Regions from separate parts of the Mus musculus genome. Here all the other regions are linked to region 1. A link is a contact called in public HiChIP or PLAC-seq, Micro-C, capture Hi-C and promoter capture Hi-C data. All regions are on one chromosome and are shown on one strand. Each heading gives the region's core, a stretch centred on a gene start, on an enhancer-like site or on the middle of the called end of the contact. The rest is flanking DNA. Distances are from core to core; before and after follow the strand shown.

The links. Promoter capture Hi-C pulls out the DNA fragments that hold promoters and counts their contacts. A called contact is a pair of places that touch in the nucleus more often than the background predicts. HiChIP or PLAC-seq counts read pairs in DNA pulled down with a chosen protein or histone mark. Capture Hi-C pulls out chosen DNA fragments and counts their contacts.
Region 2: a contact with region 1 is called in an H3K4me3 HiChIP or PLAC-seq map of forebrain, with 10 times the contacts expected there. The contact joins the promoter of Dcaf7 here to the promoter of Mrc2 in region 1. A contact is called at or near these places in 11 of 39 promoter capture datasets (the 3T3-L1 cell line, 3T3-L1-derived adipocytes, cranial neural crest and 5 more), 4 of 484 Hi-C or Micro-C datasets (adipose-derived mesenchymal stem cells, cerebellar granule neurons, embryonic stem cells and 1 more), 20 of 115 datasets of contacts at active chromatin or transcription factors (the NIH/3T3 cell line, astrocytes, bone marrow-derived macrophages and 11 more) and 1 of 9 other capture datasets (embryonic stem cells).
Region 3: a contact with region 1 is called in a promoter capture Hi-C map of liver, with 4 times the contacts expected there. The contact joins the promoter of Kcnh6 here to the promoter of Mrc2 in region 1. A contact is called at or near these places in 19 of 39 promoter capture datasets (the 3T3-L1 cell line, the C10 cell line, cranial neural crest and 11 more), 2 of 484 Hi-C or Micro-C datasets (bone marrow-derived macrophages and nephron progenitors), 7 of 115 datasets of contacts at active chromatin or transcription factors (bone marrow-derived macrophages, embryonic forebrain, embryonic hindbrain and 4 more) and 2 of 9 other capture datasets (embryonic stem cells and macrophages).
Region 4: a Micro-C map of embryonic stem cells shows a contact between it and region 1, with 2.5 times the contacts expected there. The contact joins the promoter of Itgb3 here to the promoter of Mrc2 in region 1. A contact is called at or near these places in 1 of 39 promoter capture datasets (the 3T3-L1 cell line), 2 of 484 Hi-C or Micro-C datasets (adipose-derived mesenchymal stem cells and embryonic stem cells) and 1 of 115 datasets of contacts at active chromatin or transcription factors (embryonic stem cells).
Region 5: a capture Hi-C map of embryonic stem cells shows a contact between it and region 1, with 4 times the contacts expected there. The contact joins the promoter of Ace here to the promoter of Mrc2 in region 1. A contact is called at or near these places in 7 of 39 promoter capture datasets (the C10 cell line, the HPC-7 cell line, embryonic stem cells and 3 more), 2 of 484 Hi-C or Micro-C datasets (bone marrow-derived macrophages and embryonic stem cells), 9 of 115 datasets of contacts at active chromatin or transcription factors (the NIH/3T3 cell line, craniofacial prominence, embryonic basal ganglia and 5 more) and 2 of 9 other capture datasets (embryonic stem cells and liver).
Region 6: a contact with region 1 is called in a Micro-C map of muscle stem cells, with 4 times the contacts expected there. The contact joins the enhancer-like site here to the promoter of Mrc2 in region 1. A contact is called at or near these places in 21 of 39 promoter capture datasets (the 3T3-L1 cell line, 3T3-L1-derived adipocytes, the C10 cell line and 11 more), 2 of 15 datasets of contacts at CTCF or cohesin (the NIH/3T3 cell line and embryonic stem cells), 2 of 484 Hi-C or Micro-C datasets (bone marrow-derived macrophages and muscle stem cells), 24 of 115 datasets of contacts at active chromatin or transcription factors (the NIH/3T3 cell line, astrocytes, bone marrow-derived macrophages and 16 more) and 1 of 9 other capture datasets (embryonic stem cells).
Region 7: a promoter capture Hi-C map of the C10 cell line shows a contact between it and region 1, with 3 times the contacts expected there. The contact joins the enhancer-like site here to the promoter of Mrc2 in region 1. A contact is called at or near these places in 7 of 39 promoter capture datasets (the 3T3-L1 cell line, the C10 cell line, cranial neural crest and 4 more), 1 of 484 Hi-C or Micro-C datasets (bone marrow-derived macrophages), 5 of 115 datasets of contacts at active chromatin or transcription factors (the NIH/3T3 cell line, astrocytes, embryonic forebrain and 2 more) and 1 of 9 other capture datasets (embryonic stem cells).

Annotation. Positions count from the first base shown.
Region 1 is chr11:105,291,213-105,293,966 of GRCm38.p6, forward strand. It overlaps Mrc2 (mannose receptor, C type 2), which reads left to right and starts at 1,434. Exons shown (of 30, transcript NM_008626.3): 1 at 1,434-1,689. The coding sequence starts at 1,575.
Region 2 is chr11:106,035,526-106,038,279 of GRCm38.p6, forward strand. It overlaps Dcaf7 (DDB1 and CUL4 associated factor 7), which reads left to right and starts at 1,347. Exons shown (of 7, transcript NM_027946.3): 1 at 1,347-1,736. The coding sequence starts at 1,599. Kcnh6 (potassium voltage-gated channel, subfamily H (eag-related), member 6) reads left to right here. Exons shown (of 13, transcript NM_001037712.2): 13 at 1-69.
Region 3 is chr11:106,006,803-106,009,556 of GRCm38.p6, forward strand. It overlaps Kcnh6 (potassium voltage-gated channel, subfamily H (eag-related), member 6), which reads left to right and starts at 1,346. Exons shown (of 13, transcript NM_001037712.2): 1 at 1,346-1,476; 2 at 2,181-2,411. The coding sequence starts at 1,401. Ace3 (angiotensin I converting enzyme (peptidyl-dipeptidase A) 3) reads left to right here. Exons shown (of 15, transcript NM_001101453.3): 15 at 148-748. All of the region lies in intron 2 of Gm35971 (a long non-coding RNA gene), which reads right to left.
Region 4 is chr11:104,606,592-104,609,345 of GRCm38.p6, forward strand. It overlaps Itgb3 (integrin beta 3), which reads left to right and starts at 1,409. Exons shown (of 15, transcript NM_016780.2): 1 at 1,409-1,573. The coding sequence starts at 1,498.
Region 5 is chr11:105,966,602-105,969,355 of GRCm38.p6, forward strand. Ace (angiotensin I converting enzyme (peptidyl-dipeptidase A) 1) reads left to right here and starts at 1,347. Exons shown (of 25, transcript NM_207624.6): 1 at 1,347-1,644; 2 at 2,306-2,473. The coding sequence starts at 1,381. The region is part of intron 2 of Gm11651 (predicted gene 11651); the gene reads right to left.
Region 6 is chr11:105,910,447-105,913,200 of GRCm38.p6, forward strand. Tanc2 (tetratricopeptide repeat, ankyrin repeat and coiled-coil containing 2) reads left to right here. Exons shown (of 26, transcript NM_181071.3): 21 at 2,466-2,641. Among named protein-coding and RNA genes, the nearest start is that of Cyb561, 33 kb to the right of the region's middle. Within about 2 kb of position 1,350, at least 12 of the 459 cell types and tissues checked have an H3K27ac peak or open chromatin away from gene starts, as enhancers often do. A contact at or near this core is called in bone marrow-derived macrophages and muscle stem cells, where this site is marked.
Region 7 is chr11:105,822,504-105,825,257 of GRCm38.p6, forward strand. All of the region lies in intron 8 of Tanc2 (tetratricopeptide repeat, ankyrin repeat and coiled-coil containing 2), which reads left to right. Among named protein-coding and RNA genes, the nearest start is that of Cyb561, 120 kb to the right of the region's middle. Within about 2 kb of position 1,433, at least 57 of the 459 cell types and tissues checked have an H3K27ac peak or open chromatin away from gene starts, as enhancers often do. A contact at or near this core is called in the NIH/3T3 cell line and bone marrow-derived macrophages, where this site is marked.

The DNA of each region.
Region 1 (2,754 bases), core at 184-2,683:
TTTCCAGAAGCCAATCTGCAACCCTGCTCAAGTTAGCCTTAGGGTAAGGGGTTTTGTTCACTTGGCTGACAGTCAGGGCTGTGGCTAGCAGAACCTTTCCAGGGGCCTGCAGGTGCTCCTTTTGGGGACCTGCAATCAGTGGGCTATATTAAGCCAAGAATCTCAGTTGGCAGAGTTCAGAAGGGCTAAGGTGGAGCCTCCCTGGAGCAGAGCCTTTATTGCAGAGATACAGAAAGAGTACCTACAACAGGAGTCATGAAAAGTCATGTTTGTTATTTCAAAAAAAAAAAAAAAAAAAAAAAAAAAAGCCCCTCAGTGGCCAGTCCAGGAAACAATAAAACTTATATTACAGTTTTACAGTGTTTTGATCTCTTGTGATGGGAGAAGGTGAGTCTGCTTTGTGCTGTTGGACTCCAGAAATCTCAAGCCTGTTCTCAGCTGGAGCTCCCAAGCATCACTTTCAAGACTGGGAAATCAGAGGTTAGGTGTCGGCTGCTCTCCAAAATCCAGATTCTCAGCCCAGTGCTTTGCTCTGCCATCTGACCTGTTGCATAATGCTAAGTAACTGGATTGTCTTCATGAAATTTCCGTTTTGTTCTTTGCTACCGGCCAGCAGCCCAGCTGGTGGGAATGATGTAGGTCTTCTGGGACATCCAGTGGACCGCTTTTGTCCCAGGTCTCTGGATACAGCGGCCCCTATCAACTCAAGTGTTACATTCTTTGTGCCAGGGACACTGACACAGGAGTCACACATGCTGAAACAAGATGATCAAGAATTGTTTGCGCTGCTCACAAGCAACAGGAGCTCTACCTTCCCCTCCCCCAACCTCCGCACGGGTGGCGCGGAGTTCTGAGCTCCTCCTCTTCCCCATCAGAAATAGGGGAGGGGGGTCTTAGGAAAGGAAATAGCTGATGCTCAGCGCCTAAAACCTGGCAGAAGAGGCTGGATGGAGGGGATGCTGGGGGCCCAAGACTGGCCACCTGAGTCAGTCGCGCATCCCATCCTTCGGCTGGCCAGGCCTCGCAGCAGCCCAGGCTTCGCCACGCGGTGAAGTTCTGCGGAAAGTTTTGCAGTTGCTTCGCCTCTCGCGCCAGCAGGAGAAGCTGTGACGCAGCGTCTGGGGCTCCAGGCCCGGTCTGAAAAGAGAGGGTAGACAAGGCGGGAAGGAATTAAGAAGCAGAATAGGGGAAGATAAAGAGCGCACACTGGGATCCTTGTGGACCTCGCTGATCCTCTTCTCCAGCCTTCGCCTCCTCTCCCTCCCGACACGCACTCCCTTGCGGCCGGGTCCCCAGCCCTGCGCCCCCGCGCCTCCTCCGTCCCCTCCCACGCTGCCCGCTTCCCTTCCCCTCTGCCCCTCAAACCCTCCTCCAGGGTTCTGCGCTCCTCCCTCCGCCCTCCCTCTGCGGGGCCTGCCTCCTCCCTCCTCCTCTCCGGGAGGCATCACTTCGTCCGGACCCGGAGGAGGATGCGATCCCCTCGCCGGCGGTCATCTGAGCACAGCGCTAGGGCTGTCTCTGCACGCAGCCCTGCCGTGCGCCCTCCGTACTCTCGTCCTCCGAGCGCCGCAGGGATGGTACCCATCCGACCTGCCCTCGCGCCCTGGCCTCGTCACCTGCTGCGCTGCGTCTTGCTTCTCGGGGGACTGCGTCTCGGCCACCCGGCGGACTCCGCCGCCGCCCTCCTGGGTAAGGCGCTGCCAACTTGGCCAACTTCGGGAGTCGGGCCTCTTGACTTTTCCCTCCTTTTTTTCTCCCATCTTTTCTGAAGAAGTGCGTGCGTGCGTGTGTGTGTGTGTGTGTGTGTGCGCGCGCACGCGTGTGTGTGCGTGTGTGTGTGTGTGTGTGTGTGTGTGTGTGTGTGTGTGTGTGTGACTGGATTTTTTAAATTCGTCTCCACTTTTCTGGGAGCAAGGGAGGAGATGGGAGGAGGAGCGCGCCTGGAGGTGGGGGAGGACCTGAGTGGAACCAGATGTGGCAGGCGGCGGGGGAGGGGAGCCAAGGCACCGCGGCCTGGGAGGGAGAGGGAGGGCTGGTGTCCGGGCCACCCGGACCCCCGGCGCTCGCCCCGCGCTGGTCTGGGTACCTTGATATACAACCAGAGAGCCAGAGGCGCATTGTTTCTTACTCTGTACGTGAGGGGTCAGTCTGTTCAGCGTCTGGCAATGGGGTCTTTATGTTTTCTTACTTGGTCTTTAAGGACAGCTTGTGGCAGAGGACTTATGCACCGTTCGATCGTAACCCTGTGGAACAGTTTTGTGCCAGGAGAACCGAATGCGCGTGCGTGCGTGTGTGTGTGTGTGTGTGTGTGTGTGTGTGTGTGTGTGTGTGTTCGTTTCTCACTTTGTGTGTTCAATTCTGATCAAATTGGCACTTCTCCAGAGTGGACAGTCTTTGGTGCAAAAGAGTTTCTAAAGATACAAACCACAACCCACAGAAGACCAACCACACAAGCCCCCCAAACTGCACCCTTCTCTTTTCTGTATGTTTTTTTTTGTTGTTGTGTTGTTGTTGTTGTTGTCGTCGTCGTCGTCGTTATTTTAGAACTATCTGAAATGTGAGGTCAGACAGGTCCCTCGACAAGAACCTGAACACTCATAAACATTGATAGGGTAGATCTTGGGGGGCAGAGGCACTCAGAATTTTAAAAAATGTGCTGGGTGTTGCCTCCACATCCCCTTTTTATGTTTAATTGGGGGCTGGGTCAGCGGAAAGGGATGGGACAGCAGCTGCAGCTTTGTGCTAGGACTAGAG
Region 2 (2,754 bases), core at 97-2,596, 740 kb after region 1:
TGTAACCAATAGAAAACTATGGACCAAATTTCCTGATATGCACAGAAATAAAACGTTTCAATAAAATACACACCTAGGTATCCAGTTAATTTTCTTTTAACTTTTATTATTTTGAAACAGATTCTCAACTAGCCCAGGCTGCCTCTAATTGGCTCTGTAGCCCAGGATAAGAGTGACTTTCTGGTTCTCCTGACTCTACCTCCCAAGAGCTGGATTAGAGGTGTGTAACACCATGCCTAGGCTCTATGTAAAAATAAAAGTGCCCAGTAGACTTGTTCATACAGGTGGCCATTACTAAAAGATGGTTGATAAGTGTATACTATTGTCCCTCAAGGCTTCCAAGTGTTTGTATCCATTAAAAATTGTATTTTACAGACTGGAGAGGTAGGATAGCCCTATGGGCACTGGATGCTCTTGCAGCAGACCTGGGTTGGATTCCCATCTGTAACTAACTCCAGTTCCAGGGGATTGAATGCCTCTTCTGACCTCCGTGGGCAACTGTTCACATGTAGTACACTTACTTATACTCGGGCACATACAAATACACGTAAAATTAACGTGTTTTAAAGTACTGCCTAACAATTCAATACAACCCCTTTCAATATCGTTGAAAGAATTTACATTTATATTGGTGTACCTAGATCCAGGTTTTTCTGCATTTCAAACTCATGGCATATAAGCATTTAAAGTTGGATTACCATTTGGCTTCTGAACATCCCAGAGGAAGAAGGTAAGTGACTAATAGCCAGGTCATTTGCAAATCGATCCCAGAATTCAGGAGTCTCTTTAGTGTCTGTAGGAAAGCGCAGGAAAGCCTTAATCAATCTAGCCTGTCCCTGGACGTTTCTATCATGCCTGAAAGAGAACAGTTAAAAGGTGGGCATTGGAGCTGGAGAGAGTTCCCGTTTGGCAAAGACTGAGGGACCGCCGGACATAGGGAGATGTAATAAACGCAGGTGGTCCTCCATGAAGGTAGGTTTGACAGTTACTGTCAGTGGAGAGAGGTGATCAGAACAGCAGCAGCAGAGGAGAAATAGCAGGCTTTACTCTTGGCCTAGAATTTGGATCAGTAGAGGGGCACACTTGCCCCCATGCCACCCACGCCCCCATTCACCCGCACTGCGCCGTTATCCCCTTGACTGACATCTTGGGTAGCCAATGATCTTTGGGACTTCAAAAGAGCCCGCCTCCAGGAGCTGGGCGGGGCTAATGAGCAGAATGACAAACATTTTCACCAATAGTAAGGAGGGCGCGGGCGCTACAACTGTGTCGACCAATGAAAAGAAGGAACAGTTTGGAAAGGACGTACCCGGCAGCCAACGCTCGTCGCCGCTGCGGGGTCGCGTGGCTTCCGTTCCGAGAGGGCGGGCCGGCATCCCAAACGGAAGGTGGTAGCGCTGCCCGAGCTGGTTTGAAACTGGTGGTCGGGCCCGGCCGAGTGTGAGTGTGTGTAGCCGAGGACCCGCTGGAGGGCTAGGCCGTTCTTGACCGCCCCGGCCCCGCCTCCCCTCGGACCCGCGGACCCAAGCCCGGGTCCCCGCCTGTCTTGTGCCCCAGCCCGCTGCCTCTCTGGCCGGCTCTGCGGCCCAGCCGCCACCATGTCCCTGCACGGCAAACGGAAGGAGATCTACAAATATGAAGCGCCCTGGACTGTGTACGCCATGAACTGGAGCGTGCGGCCGGACAAGCGCTTTCGCCTGGCGCTGGGCAGCTTCGTGGAAGAGTACAACAACAAGGTGAGTTGTGCCGGGGCTCAGCGTGTAGCCGGCGGGGAACGCTCGAGGTGGGCGGCAGCCCCGGTCCCCACAACTCTCCTGCAAACTCGCCTTGACCACAACAAGGGGGTGGGTCCTCTGTGGTCCTGTCGCTGAGGTTGTCACACTCGTTGCCTCTTATTTAGTTTTGACAGCCGGGGGAAACCGAGGCACGGTGTTGTGACATGCCTGAGGCAGATAAGATTTTCGATGGTAGTAGCAGGTTTCAGATCGGAGTCACACCCCCAAAGCTATGTCCTCCGTCCCTCTCATTTCCCCCACTCCTGTCGCAGTGCTTCTGTTGCTAGGTGGGGGGCGGGAGAGAGGCAGTGGAGGAAGATGCGGCGCTTGGATTGGTGGTCGTGCATTCCTGGCCACGCGAGATTTCTGTTAGGGCTATTTATTGCAAGATCTTCCCCATCTCAGGTGTTTCTCATGGATACAGAGCCCTAATGCTAGGTTGTCATTGGTCATTGGTTTTGCTCCTTGATGTTCACCCTCCCCCAAACAGCCTATCCTTGGAAACCTTAGTCTGTGGCATTATCCCGCCATTATTTCTGAATAGAGAAAGATGACGTTTGACCTGTTCTTTTCGTGGTTCTTTACACATTCATTTGCAGCATTGCTGGACATCATCACTTCATCAAAACACTGGCAGAAGGAGAGAATTTTTATATGCAGGGTATAGGTTTGAAAGTATTGAGAAGAATTTTCTTTCCCTAATCTCTTACCTTCATTCTTTTGTTGTAATTTGAGTTAAAAAAAAAAAAATGAATGACAGTAATCAGAGATACTGAAAGCTTTGGCCAGTGGTATTTATAGCCAGTACTCTGCCTTACTCTTATGAACATCAGACTGGAGACAAATGACAAGATGGTGGGAGCAGTGGAAGAAGTAGGTGGTCTAGGATTTAGCTATAAGGCATTGAACAAACCAGATTTTATTATTTTTGACCCACAGTGATCTAGGAGAGGGCTTCTGTTTTATATGTGAAGGGTCA
Region 3 (2,754 bases), core at 96-2,595, 720 kb after region 1:
ATAAGGCTCAACATGCGTCGGGATTACTCTTTGTAATGTGGAGACCAGAAAAATGCTTGAATGAATAAGCAAATGAATGAATGTCTTACTGCGTAAGCCCATGCTACTGACTGGATAGGAAATACTGTCCCCACTTCTCTTCCACAGCCAGCCTGCTCCCCACATTCAGGGACAGCCAAGACATCTCTGCCCCCCCAGGAAACCACACTTGGCAGCCCTCTCATCTCTCAACCACTGTGGCCAAGGTCCCCCACCAGGTATTGTGGCAAGGACACATCCCGCCCAGGACTCTAAGCCTCTCACCTGGACTTCAGTGGAAACCTCACTGAGCCTCCTTGGCCACCCCCTCCACCCCCCCATCCACTTTGTAAAGTTTATATTTCTGCCAGAATATTTGCTTCAAAGGCCTTCAAATTTCCTTCCGAACCTCAGACTTCTTAAAAACGTAGCTGTCCATCAATTAAATCTGGATGTTCAAACTAGCACTGGATGCTGCTTGTCATTTTTTTCTCCTGCATTTTCACCTCCTCCATTGGCCAGTTCAGCCCCTCTGCATTGACACCACCCTTGGGCCTTTTCCGAAGGTGCATGTTTCATTTTGAATGCTTGCTACTAAAATGTGGCTCAAAATTGGTCTTGGGACCCTCTGCAAAGTTCCAAGTCCACCAAGGTGCTTAATGAACTGTGGCCCTTCTTTTCTCCTCTCAGAAAACCCCCCTTTTTTTCAATAAACTTCACCCCACCCCAATTTGCTTTTTCTAAGTGTGTTCATTTTTAATCAGTACACAGACACTTTTACCAGTGGTCACTTGCTAATAGGTGGCGGCCATTTGTGGGCAAGGGGCCTAAGTGCCCCATTGCCACAGTCAGTCCCAGCGGTAAATCCCTGAAGACAGCCTTCAACAAAAAACTATCTGAAGCCCCTAACAACTTCTGCCCTCCTCTGCCTGGAAAACTACTTCAGTATCAAAAGGGGTCCAAAGAGATGCTGAGGTCTCTGTCTATTTGGACATGAGCAGAAGTTCTTCAGAGTATCCCAGGTTCAGGACCCCTGCCCCTCTCTCTAGGATTCAGAGCCCCTTATGGATCAGAATTTGCTCTTGTCCTGACCCCCAACCCCAACCCCAACCCCGTCTGCCTGTCACGTCCCTTGGCTTATTTCAGCACCACGACGCGGACAGCTCCCGGGCGCAAGCCTCGTGGAAGGAGGAGGAGCGCTGAGCCGTGGGAGCGGGAGGACTAGAGAGGGCGGGGAGGGCAGACGCTGGAGGACGGGCGGGGCCCGATAGCCCTCCCCGGGGGCGGCGCCCACCCCAGCCCGACGCTGCTGAGCCCCAGGACTGACGGAGACGCCAGAAGCCAGGGCACCGGTCACTCCCAGCAAGTGGTGTTACAGAAAGATGCCAGTCCGCAGGGGCCACGTTGCTCCCCAAAACACTTACTTGGACACCATCATCCGCAAGTTTGAGGGCCAGAGTAAGTGTGAGGTTTGGGGGTGTGGGGGACTCTCTGCAGTACGGGTTGGATGGCAGGAGCAGCCAAACTCTTCACTAACTTCTGATGGGGTAAAAGAAATGGCAGGGCTGGGGGCTGGGGGGGGGGGTAGATTCTGAATACAAAATCTTTCGTTTTGATGTCCCCAACACCTCCTCCATATGTGCTGTGTCTTGGGCATAATGCCACTCTTCTACCTGCTCACAGCAGTTTTCTTGGTGTTACAAACCCTGGCCTGCCCTCTCAGTCACTGCCCACTTACCCCTCCAGACCATTCATGCCTCTCCTAGAGGTTTGCCTGACTTCCTTCTTTTCACCCACAGAGCAGGTCTGACTCCCTGGTCACAGTCCTGCTTTCTGGTCTGGATCCCAACTATTATTCCAGGAGTTCTGGGGTCTTCCTCCCACTCTACTGACCCTAGCCCCCAAGCTTGGTTCCCACACCCCTACTTTTCTGCTCCCTGCCTCCTTCATGCCCCTCTGTGCTCCCAGAAGGAATGACCTTTCCCCAGGACTCTTGGTTCTTCCACCCTCCCTTGCTCTGTCCTCCACCTCCCTCATTCTGGCCCCTGCCTGCTCCTGTGTATAAATCCCCTCCTTGGCTGCCACCGGTCCCTGTAATCTTTCTCTCCCAACTACCCACTCCTGGCTGCCACGGTCTTCCTACCTTTTTCTTCCCACCCCAGGTCGTAAGTTCCTGATTGCCAATGCACAGATGGAGAACTGTGCCATCATCTACTGCAATGATGGCTTCTGCGAACTCTTCGGCTACTCCCGTGTGGAGGTGATGCAGCGACCCTGTACCTGTGACTTCCTCACTGGCCCGAACACTCCGAGCAGTGCTGTGTCCCGCCTGGCGCAGGCCCTGCTTGGGGCTGAAGAGTGCAAGGTGGACATCCTCTACTATCGCAAGGATGGTGAGACTCAGTTGGGCCAAGGGTCCTGTAGGCTACCTTTCTTGTCTATCATGGAGTGCCCTGGGGGAAGGGTCTGACCTAAGAGCCAAAGAGCCTGGACCACTTCTATCCCCACTCTGGGCCTTGGTTTCCTTAGTATTAGAGAGAAGCAATGAGAATTGCATGTTATGTCTTCTAAGGGACTTGAGATTGGGCTGAGCCAGCTATTGGTACTGGTATAGAACAGCCTCTTGCTCCACTTTCCCTCCCCCACCTCCCAGCTACCTACTCTGTCACTGCCAGCCCCAGCTGTCAAGGATGGAAATTAACCTTCCCTCATCTGCTCTGGGGATTAAGGGAGGAG
Region 4 (2,754 bases), core at 159-2,658, 680 kb before region 1:
ATCTCCCTAGCCTCACTATTACTTTTGGTTTGCTTGGGATACTTTCCTGTTATGTAGCCTAGGGTGTATTCAAACTTGCTATGAGTCACTGTGTAGAGTAATGAAATACCGGGGAAAATACAATTGTGTCCATGAATTTATACAGTTATAAAGTTCATATCTGTGACATGAAATGATATAATATCCTGTTGTGTGAGAAGTCTGAGGAAGAAGGGTACACCTCTGGAGAGGACAAGGCTGGAGGAGGAGGAACATCAGACAAGATGGCGTGGAAGACATGGCATTTGAGATGTTTTGAAAAGTAAGTGGGATTTTCCAAATGGAAAGAGGAAGGAAGGTCAGTCAGATGGAAAGGCATGGGACATTTAGGAGTGACAAAAATCTCTTGGGCTAAGGCTGGGTGATGGATCATGGCTGAGTTCTTTCCACACCCTTCCTCCAGAGTCTGCTCTAGCTCAGGCTGGCTTTGAACTCCCTATGTACTCAAGCACTACCTGGAACTTCTGGTCTTCCTGCCTCCTTAGGCTGGAATTGTAGGCATCACATCCTGTTTCACGTAGTGCTGGGGATGGAGCCCAGTGGTTGCTAGGCAAGTGCTCTGCCGATTGCACCACATCGCCTGCCCTAGTTTTATTTATTTATTTATTTATTTATTTATTTATTTATTTATTTATTTATTTATTTATTTTACAACACTACCCTTCTTGCGTAAGGATGCACAGGCCCAGTCACTTCTTATGACATCCTGATCAGCTTCAGCATTTTGCACCTTTTGCACGTCTAGGGGTTTCCCATCTGGGGAAGACTCAAGGAAACTAGTGCAGGGGATAGGAACAGCAGCAAGTGTTCTCTGAGGAAAATACTATAAAGCTAGTGAATTTGAGTTGGAAGGCAATATGGTGACTGTTCTAAAATGATTCTTAGACACCTGCTACGGGCAAGCAAGCATTTACAGACAGAGGCTCTACTCGGATCCGTCTTTCCTACCACAAGCTGCAGGTGTGGTATTGACAAGAGGCTGCATAGAAAGCATTTGACAGCTGCCTGCCCGTTGAGGAAAAGAATGAAACCAGGAGGAAAGCAAACTGAGCCCGGTGAAGTGAAATAGCAGTGTTGATGTCTCTGCGGAGGTGGGACTAGCAGAGTCCAGGAAGTGACCCAAAGCTTTTTTTTTCTTCTTTTTTTAAACCGAGCACCCAGGCGCAGACACCTGGGACCCAGATGCACACAGGACCCCGGGGGGCGCGGTCTCCTCTAGTGAACGCGGGCAGGTCCTCGTGGGCGGGGGGCTGGGGAAGATTGCAAAGTTTACCCATCACACTCAGCCTCAGGCAGGGTCCAGGCGTGAGCCGGAGGGAGGGAGCGCGAGCACTCCGCCCGCCCCGCTGTGTCCCACCCACCCCGTCCCCTCCCTTCTTCCCTCCCCTCCGCAGGAAAAGCAGCTGCGGGTGCCAGGCTCGCCGTGGCGCGCGCGCGGCGTGAAGGGCGGCGGACAGGATGCGAGCGCAGTGGCCGGGACAACTCTGGGCCGCTCTGCTGGCGCTGGGGGCGCTGGCGGGCGTTGTTGTTGGAGGTGAGCGAGTCGGGTGCGCGAAATGCCGTAGGACCCTGGGAACCCGGAGCTAGGACTGAGAAGCAGAGGTGCGGGGGGCGGATCCTTCTTCCCGTGGCCTCGAGGGCGCATCGCTGGTGGCGGAGATCCTGGCCTGGCCCGGGAAGCAGAGGAAAGATGGAGATCCGCTGGGCCGTCCCGGTGCGCTGGCAGAAGGATGCAGCTCACCTGCTTGGGTGGGTGTGTGCGCTCTGGGTTGCCCCTTTCTCTGGAGTGCGCAGGACAATCTTCTGGCCGCCCCACTCCTTAAGGAGGAGCAGGGATTCGGGCTCCGTCCCTTCTGGGGCCGACCTCTCACCCAACACTCCCTGACTGTGTGCTGGGAGTCAGCACAGAGGTCCTTGGGGCTGACTTTGTCTCTCCTGCGTGTGTCCCACAACATCAGCTGCCTGCATCGTCAGCTTTCAGGCCCACTAACGCTGCAGGGAAGGGGAGTCATCCAGTCCGCAGAGCCTAGGGGAGCGGGAGGGGGTGGTTGCTGGAGGTCAGCTGGAGCAAGTAAAACCCGCAGTTGTGTGTGTGTGTGTGTGTGCACATGTGTGTAATACAGTCTCATATATTTCAGGATACCTCACACTCTGTGTAGTCCAGGGTGACCTTGCACTTCAGATTCCCCTGTGCCTCTACTAAGGAGTGCTAGGACTATAGACATGCACCACCCCTCAGGGTTTATATGCTGCAGGGAGTCGAACCCAGGGTCTCCTCATGGCAGGCAAGCACTTTATTAATTGAGCTACATCTCCAGACCCAGATGGACTATTTGTTAAAGGTAAACTTTATTAAGTTGACTTTGAAGTTAAGTAATCTAAAAAAAGATTTTGGTGGCTGCCTTCCTGACCCTTGTACGGTGGTACAGATGAACATAGACATGGGACAGGGAAAGGGAAAGGGGTTTCAGTAGAGAACTGATATTTGTCTTTTGTGGCAGAAGCTTCCAAGCGAAAGATGAAAACTGTGGTCTTTAGCCTACATTGAACAAGCTTTGTCACCACAGAACAGGAACCAGGCTCTCTAGCATTCTGCCCTGGAGATATTAGAGTCTCTGTCAGCTGCTGGTAGCCGTTGATGGGGAATGGGGAAATCCTCCAGGAAAGCTGATGTTTCTAACAGATAGGCTAACTTTCGTGAATTTAAAACCTTTT
Region 5 (2,754 bases), core at 97-2,596, 680 kb after region 1:
GAAAAAGAAAAACAAACAACACAAATCAGATGCGCTCAATACAAGCTAAGGCCTGTACTTACCCCTGCCCACCCACCCTCCTCTTTGGGATCCTCTTTCTGAACTCCATAGGTACCACTCTCAGAATCCCCTCCTAACCCTCCACCAGTACAGCCTGCTTCCTCCAGAAACACAACAGCTCACACAAACCCACAGCCCTCAAATCCTGGGAGCCCAAGCAATATGGACCACCTAAGTTCTCAGCAGGTGGCCCCTTGCTCCTTCCTCCTTTCTCCATCTCTACCCGTCCCCTGGGACCTCTTTGGGAGCAAGTCACCTGACAGGCCAGCACAGTCTCACTCTGAGTCCTTGCAGGTCACACAATCTCCCATGTGAACTCCATCACCCCATCTGGCAAGGACAAGGGTCCGCCCACCTCTTTGGGGGCACAGCCCTGGTGCTCAGAGGTTAACTTCACAGGCTGCTGATGCATTTAGAGGACCTGATTCTCCTTCCCCCAGGCCTGTCACTTTGAGGGACGGGTGGAGGAGACAGGGAAATGACTGGGAGTGTGGAGACCTGAGGTGACTTGAAGCCAATCTGTCTCAGGGGTAATTTCTCCATTTTTAAAAAGCAGGGGGTTGTTGTAATCTCTAAGGCACATTTTTTTTTAGCTTTCAGAGCGTGCAACTGCGAGGTTCTAGGGCTCTGTTGGGACCACACATGATGGTTCTTGTGAGTTGAACAGCTGTGTATCCAAAGAGTAGGGGCAGGCATGCCAGTGCTGATGGCCTAGTCTATGGCTCCCCCTCATAGAGCAGAATAGACTCTATTTCGAGGCATCCCAACAACCGAAGCCCAAGGTGAACTGGTTGCTGACATCTGCAGCACCTAGCCAAGGCGCCTGTCAGGACAGCTAAACTTCCCGCGCCCACGCAGGCGACCCCTTTCCTCCATGACCTGGCAACCTTAAGTCCATCCCGGTGGCACCAGCCTGCCACCCCCGCCCCCTTGTCACTCAAGAGCCCGGAAAGGCTTGGAGGGTTATGCCAAGCCTGCTGGGCTCTGTGGCCTGAGACTACGTGGTGGCGGCCAGAGGGCACGGTTGGGCCGCAGCAGTGTTTGCAGCGGGCAGGGACCCTTTTCTAGCTTCCTCTGAGAGAGCCCGATCTAGCCCCATTTCTCCATCCAGGCTGCTCCCTGGCCCCACAGGGCTCTCCTTGCCCAGGGCGGGCGGGGAATCAGCCGGGTTCGCGCTGCCGGGGACTTTGGAGCGAGGAGGAAGCGCGGAGGGGCGGGGAGGTGGGGGTGTGTCGGGAGGCGGTGGTGGCTGGGTTTTATAATCCGCAGGGCGGTCGCGGCACGAGAGAAGGGGCAGCGCCGCACCGCGCGCACCGCGCCATGGGGGCCGCGTCCGGCCAGCGGGGGCGGTGGCCGTTGTCGCCTCCGCTCTTGATGCTGTCGCTGCTGGTGCTGTTGCTGCAGCCGTCGCCCGCCCCGGCACTCGACCCTGGATTGCAGCCGGGCAACTTTTCCCCGGACGAGGCAGGGGCGCAGCTTTTCGCTGAAAGCTATAACTCGAGTGCCGAGGTGGTGATGTTCCAGAGCACCGTGGCCAGTTGGGCGCACGACACCAACATCACGGAGGAGAACGCGCGACGCCAGGTGGGTGCCCGGGCCCGGGCGGGGGCGGGGCGCAGCAGGACGCAGCGGCCAATCACAGGCCTGCGGTCCGTCGCCTAGGGCGGACAGCAGACGCCAGAACCCCCCCGCCCCCCAGCCTCAACCCTGAGCACTGAGGTCCCTAATGGGACCCCTGCCATTAGGCCGGACCCTCCCACCCGCTCTGCGCATTAGACAGGCAATGATGCTCCAGTACGGGCTGGGCACGTGATCCAAGCCAACACAGGAATGGAGTGGATGAAGCTGGCTCCTCAGAGGCCAAAATCCTCCCGAAGCGGCATCAAGGGTTGGGGCGATGGCTGTCTGCGTACAGGGTACCCAGCTTGGCTGCAGAGCCCTTGCCCTCTGGCATTTGCCTGATCTCCTGTTGAGTTTCTTTCCCTGGCCCTCCACTCACTGTCCCCTACTTTGGCCCCAATTTTCTCCTTCATTGTTCCCTTTGAACTAGATTCCCACACTTTCCAACCAGAGGGCTCAGGAGGAGGGGTGCTGCCCCTGCAAGCTCATCCCCAGGACAGGATCTCTGCAGGAACAAGGGGTCCGGAAGCCCTTAGCCTACCACTGCTCTCTCAGTTCTGTAGTCTCTCCTACCTGAGCCTCTTTCTAAGCTGGGCTACTCTTTCTACCCTCCTGGTGAGCACAGGAGGAAGCGGCCCTGGTCAGCCAGGAGTTTGCAGAGGTCTGGGGCAAGAAGGCCAAGGAGTTGTATGAGTCCATTTGGCAGAACTTTACTGACTCAAAGCTGCGAAGGATCATCGGATCTATTCGGACCCTAGGACCTGCCAATCTGCCCCTGGCCCAGCGGCAGCAGGTGGGTCTGAGGGTGGAGGCAGAACTTGAGCTCCCCGGGTGCCTATTGTGGTTGGGAAAGCAGCCCGGCAGACCGGAAGGGACTGATAGTCTGTTTGGACCTTGGCTATCAGGAATCTGGGGAGACAGAGTGCTGTTCATGGGCTTTTCCCTCCAGATGCATGGTGTGACAAGTCACTTTGTATTGTGGAGTAGAAAGCCAAACGCGGGAGCTGGCGGGTAGCTGAACTAGTGTGAGGCCCTGGAGTTCATACTCAGAATTGTATTGCACATACAAAGAGA
Region 6 (2,754 bases), core at 100-2,599, 620 kb after region 1:
AGAGGTTAAGAGTACTGACTACTCTTCCAGAGGTCCTGAGTTCAAATCCCAGCAAACACATGGTGGCTCACAACCATCTGTGATGGGATCCGATGCCCTTTTCTGGTGTGTCTGGAGACAGCGACAATGTACTCACATACAATAAATCTTTTTTATAAAAAGAAAAAAAAAGAAAACGCAAAACCAGATGCTCCTGCTCTCTTTTTTATTTTTCTCCTCCAGTTTTTTTCTTTAAGATTTATTTATTTTATTTATGAGTACACTGTCGTCATCAGACACACCAAAAGAGGACACCAGATTCCATTACAGATGGTTGTGAGTCACCATGTGGGTGCTGGGAATTGAACTCAGGACCTCTGGAAGAGCAGTCAATGCTCTTGACCGCTGAGTGGTCTCTCCAGCCCCTCTCCTCCAGTTTTTTAAACTAAAACTCCAGGCTGGCCTTGAACTCACATTTGTTTCTTGCCTCAATCACCTAAGTATACCTGGTGTTCTCTTGCATGCTCTGTGTGTGTGTGTGTGTGTGTGTGTGTGTGTGATGCATGTGTGTGTGTTATATGTACATTTGAATGGGCATATGTTTTATCACTATGTAGACCAGGCTGACCTCAAACTTGAGGTGACCCTTCTATCTTAGCTTCTAGAGAGCAAAGTTTACATGTATACCTTACCACCCCAGCCTGCCCACTTACACACTGGGGAGTTCTAACTCTGACACTCTCTTTTTCTTTATAGCCTGAGGGATTATTATGAAATCAATACATTCTGAACTCTTTATTTCAAGTCCAGACTTCAATGTTTTTTTGATGTATACCCAGTAAATATCCATCTATTTTAGAGGCTGATTTGCTGTTGCTGCTGCTACTGTTGATGGGGGTGGGAGTAGGGTTGGGGGTGGTATGGTGTCTTACTATGTAGGCTGGCCTGGAACTCTCTCTATAGACCAGGCTGGCTGCAAACTCACACAGATCCACCTGCCTCTGCCTCCTAAGTGTTGGGATCAAAGGTGTGCACCAACATACCAAGTAAAGCTGCATATCAGTTTGTCAGCCTGCACAGCTAACATGTTTTTTCTCTAACCCAAAGGAGGTAAAGGGAAGTTAAGACACTTGCTAGCAATGAGACCCTCTTTAGAGAATTAGGATATTGCTATTAAGCTATCATAATAAATTCCCTGTGGTGCTTTCCAACATACTCACACCCTTGGTAAGTGGGAAACTGCATTTTCTCTACAGGTGCACATGGTAAATTATTTCAGCCTCTTGCTGATTGCCCTAAGCTCAGCCACCTATGCAATAGTGGCATCATAGACTGCCATAGAGAAAAGGCTCGTCACTAGTAGCACTGCAGCACCACCTAGTGGAGTCTTGGATTTGGATCAAGAAGTAGGTAGAAAGGCGATTGAAACTATGACATCATTCCAGTTAGCCTTCGCTGTTAATAAACCAACCTTAAATATATATAATTATCTATACACAGATGCACTTTCCTTTAAGGGATCCAGCCTTCTGAAGAACTGTGCCCAGACCTGAACAGCCAAAGTTGAATAGGAAGACTGGCTTCTCTTAAGAGACTTGCTGTGTCTTTAGCTCTATCTTTTCAAGAAAGATTTGTTTCCACAACCTGAGACTCAAAGGTGGCTAGAATCAAAAATTGTGCTTGCAGGGTACAGTGTAGCTCTTGCTTCCATGGTACAAGTTGCCAAACAAGTCTGACTTCATAGGGAACAGACCTAGGTTCTTAAGACGTGGCACAAAGCCACAAACTGTGTCCAATAGAAGAGGCAGGGCCTCTTCAGCACTGATGACCTTAGATGACTACTGTGTTTGCTGCATGACAGCAGACATTCATTAGGCATAGATGACAGAGGTTTGTTCTTCCTTACCCATGGTCTTTGAACCTTTTGTATTTTCTATTTAGGTTTTCTTAGTTTTGTTTTGTTTTTCACTTAAGTGAGTTTTCACTAAGTAAGTTTACATTATTTGTAGAATATTGTAGAATAGGAACTCTCAAGCAATTTTATTTTTTTTTAAGTAATCTATAATTTAGAGGCTGGTAGTACAGTTTAGCTGGCTGAGTGCTTGCCTAGCATAGCAAATTGATTCAAAAAAATTGAGTCAAAATTCAAAAGGCTCCAAGTTCAGTCCCAGTACCACAAAAACTGAACTGGCACACACTTATAACCACAGCATTCAACAGATGGAGATGTGACTCAGACAGGCCTTGAACTCACTGTGTAGCCCAAGCTACCCTCAAACTCCTGCTTACTCCTGCCTATTTTCGGGATTACTGATATATGTCACCATGGCCAGCCAGAGCCAATCTTAAAATGAAAAAAAAAAAAAAATCTAGAAGTAAAAGCTATTCTTCAATAGTATGTATACCTTAAATATCAGCATTCCTTTCGGCTACAAACTTTAGTGTCCTCAGTCCTGTTAAAACAGAACTCTCACTCTTTTTTTCAGGTGCCTCCATTGCCCTGATGGACAAAGAAGGACTAACAGCCCTTAGCTGGGCTTGTCTGAAGGGCCATCTCTCAGTAGTACGCTCTCTGGTGGATAACGGGGCTGCTACAGACCATGCAGACAAGAATGGCCGTACCCCACTGGACCTAGCAGCTTTCTACGGTGATGCTGAGGTGGTAAGTACCTTTAAACAGGCCTCAGGAGAGAAAGGATAGGGGTGCTATCCACCAAGAATGCTATCTAGGATCAAATGCGAAATACTGTTTTGATAGTTCTAACTTAGACTCTT
Region 7 (2,754 bases), core at 183-2,682, 530 kb after region 1:
CATCAGTAGTCATACTACTTCCTATGTAGTCAGAAAAGGTATATTCTAGTGCAGTGTATGTAACTGTTGGCCTGCCCTTAAAGGAAGACTTTAAGGAATAGTAACTTGAATTAGCTTTATGAATTTTTTTTTCTGAAACAGGGTTTTTCTGTGTAGCCCTGGCTGTCCTGGAACTCACTCTGTAGACCAGGCTGGTCTCTAACTCAGAAATCCACCTGCCTCTGCCTCCCAAGTGCTGGGATTAAAGGCATGCACCACCTGAAGGAGTCATAATTACATAAAAAGTTCTATTTTTTTATTTAATCACCATTGTGTCATTGTCATGGGGCTCTACTAAAAGTACACTGAAACATCTCTTCACCTCAGTGAAGTGTTTCATACTATTAGAGAGAAAAATGGTCATTGGTTTTTGCAGGTAGAAGTAATACATTGTAAGATAGAACATTAAAAGGGAACCAAGGAGTTAATACACAATATTAATGTTCACATAGGGATTTCGGGTAATAGCTACTTATAGTGAGTTAGTGAATAATTATTAGTGATAAGGCTCTAACCTGCCTGTTGTTAAATTATAATCATACTGTTTTACTTGAAGAGATTACACGTTACTAATTAAAACTTCATTTCTCAATATCCGTTGGTTTCCTTAATCCTATACTAAATCTCATTCCATACAGACATTTAGAGACTTTCTGTTTAGTGACTTGCTGCGTTGGTAAACACTAGGATAGAGGGCAGGTGTGAAAATGGCTGTCTGGTTATTGGCACAAATTTTGTAAAACTGGCCCTGCAATGGTTAAGTTGGCTTTGAGTTCATGCTTTCAAAACAGTAAGTTTAATTTTCATTAAATGAAATGAGTACATCACAGCATGTATGAGTCCCTCACATTTCTGAAACAATGAATTCTTTATGAAGCTGACTAAGATGCATGTCATGAAACTGAATGCTATTGCGTTAACCCACTGACTCATGCAGCCCTGAGCTTGCTTAGTCATCCTGATCATTGCCTGGATGACTGGCACACTTACAAGGGAATATTTCCATCAGAATTTTTAATCACTGTTGTTTATTATTTTTATAAGCAACATTAAATGTCCTTCTTAAGTAAATTCAAAAGCTAGAGGAAGCTTACATTCACAAAAATTCCAGCATGTGACTGTTAGATAGCAAACTATATGTTCTAGTTTTATGACATCTCTCTTTCCCCATAGCCAACTCTTCTACAAAGTGCTTTAAAATTTGAAAATTCATAATTTAAGTTGAATTTTTTTAGCATCTGATAAAAACTAGACTGCTTTATTTGAGTAGTCTGGCTATGAATTTTTTAACTTTTTATTACATTTTATTTATTTTGTCAGGGTAAATGTGCTGTATCATGCATGTGGAGAGCAGGAGACGGCTTACAGGAGTCTGTTCTCTCCTTTGACTGTGTGTCCTGGGGACTAAGCTCAGGCTGTCAGGCTTGGCAGGAAGTACCTGCACCCACTTAGCTGTCGGGCTGTCCTTGTAGTTTTTGTTTGGTTTGGCTTGGTTTGCTCTGTTTGTTGTAACTAGTCACTAAGGTATAGCTGCTCTGCTTACACACAGGTCTGGTTTTTATATAAACCAATCCTACTTGGTAAATTACTAAATCTTACCATTAGAAAACTCAAAGAGCTAATACATAAAAAGTTTTTATAAGAGATGTTTTCAACTGAACTAGACTTAAAGAATTAACTTTCGGATTAAGATTTCTCAAAAGTATTAAAAAAAATCAATTGAAGTAACCCATAATGTCAATAAATTCACTTGGCTAATGTTTGCAACACTTTTGAGTTCATTAGAATAATTTAAGATTTATATGTGAAATATTTTTATGAAATAATTTCCCAAGATACTAATAAAATTATAGAACTGGAAATTTCATTTGCAAAATTTCATTATAAAATTTCATTAATAAAAGTTAGCTTAGAAATGTTACTCTTAAATTTCAAGTAATTAGAATAGTTTTGATACATCTACAAACAAGTATGTCCCATTCTCAATGCCAACAGTCTAATAATGTAAAACTCCAACTGAGTTACATATGTTGTAAATCTTTCTCATTTTTAAGATATTACTTTTTATATTTTCCCTATATATTAGGTACTAAATTTGATGAAGCATATAGAAAGTCGTAACCTTTCCAGGAACTGGGTTTTCCTTGTTTCTTTCATAATTCGCTGATGATTCTTGTCCTCTCCCAGAGAATTCCAATCAAGATTGTTTTTTAAACAAATATTTTCCTGTAAGACCAATGTTAGGGGCTAGGAATATAGCTCAGTTGGTAGAGTACCTACCCAGCATGCCCAGGGTGTGATTCCTAGCACATGAATGGAGGCAGGAAGATCAGTTTAGAGTCATCCTTATCTACATAGTAATTAATATATAATTCCCTTTTTTAAAAAAGAACTTAAAACTGTGACTAATTATTGGAGAAGCAGGAAAAAATCCTAGATAAGTCACAAGTTTTTGTCTTAGAAGAGAGAATACATAATGATACTTTACTACCTGTGTAAACAAATGATAATCAAGAAACTCACTTCTCAAGGAAGTAAAATAGTCTTAGTGAAATTTTCTAAGTTTGTGATTTCTGTTAACTATCCAAGTAGATGACTTATTTTTCCCCAGGTAGTGGATGTTGAACCTAGAGCCTCTTGTGTGCTAGCTACAGCCCTGAACCCCTTTTTATCTTAAGGTAGGGTCTCATTAAGTTGTCAGCCAGCATTAAACTC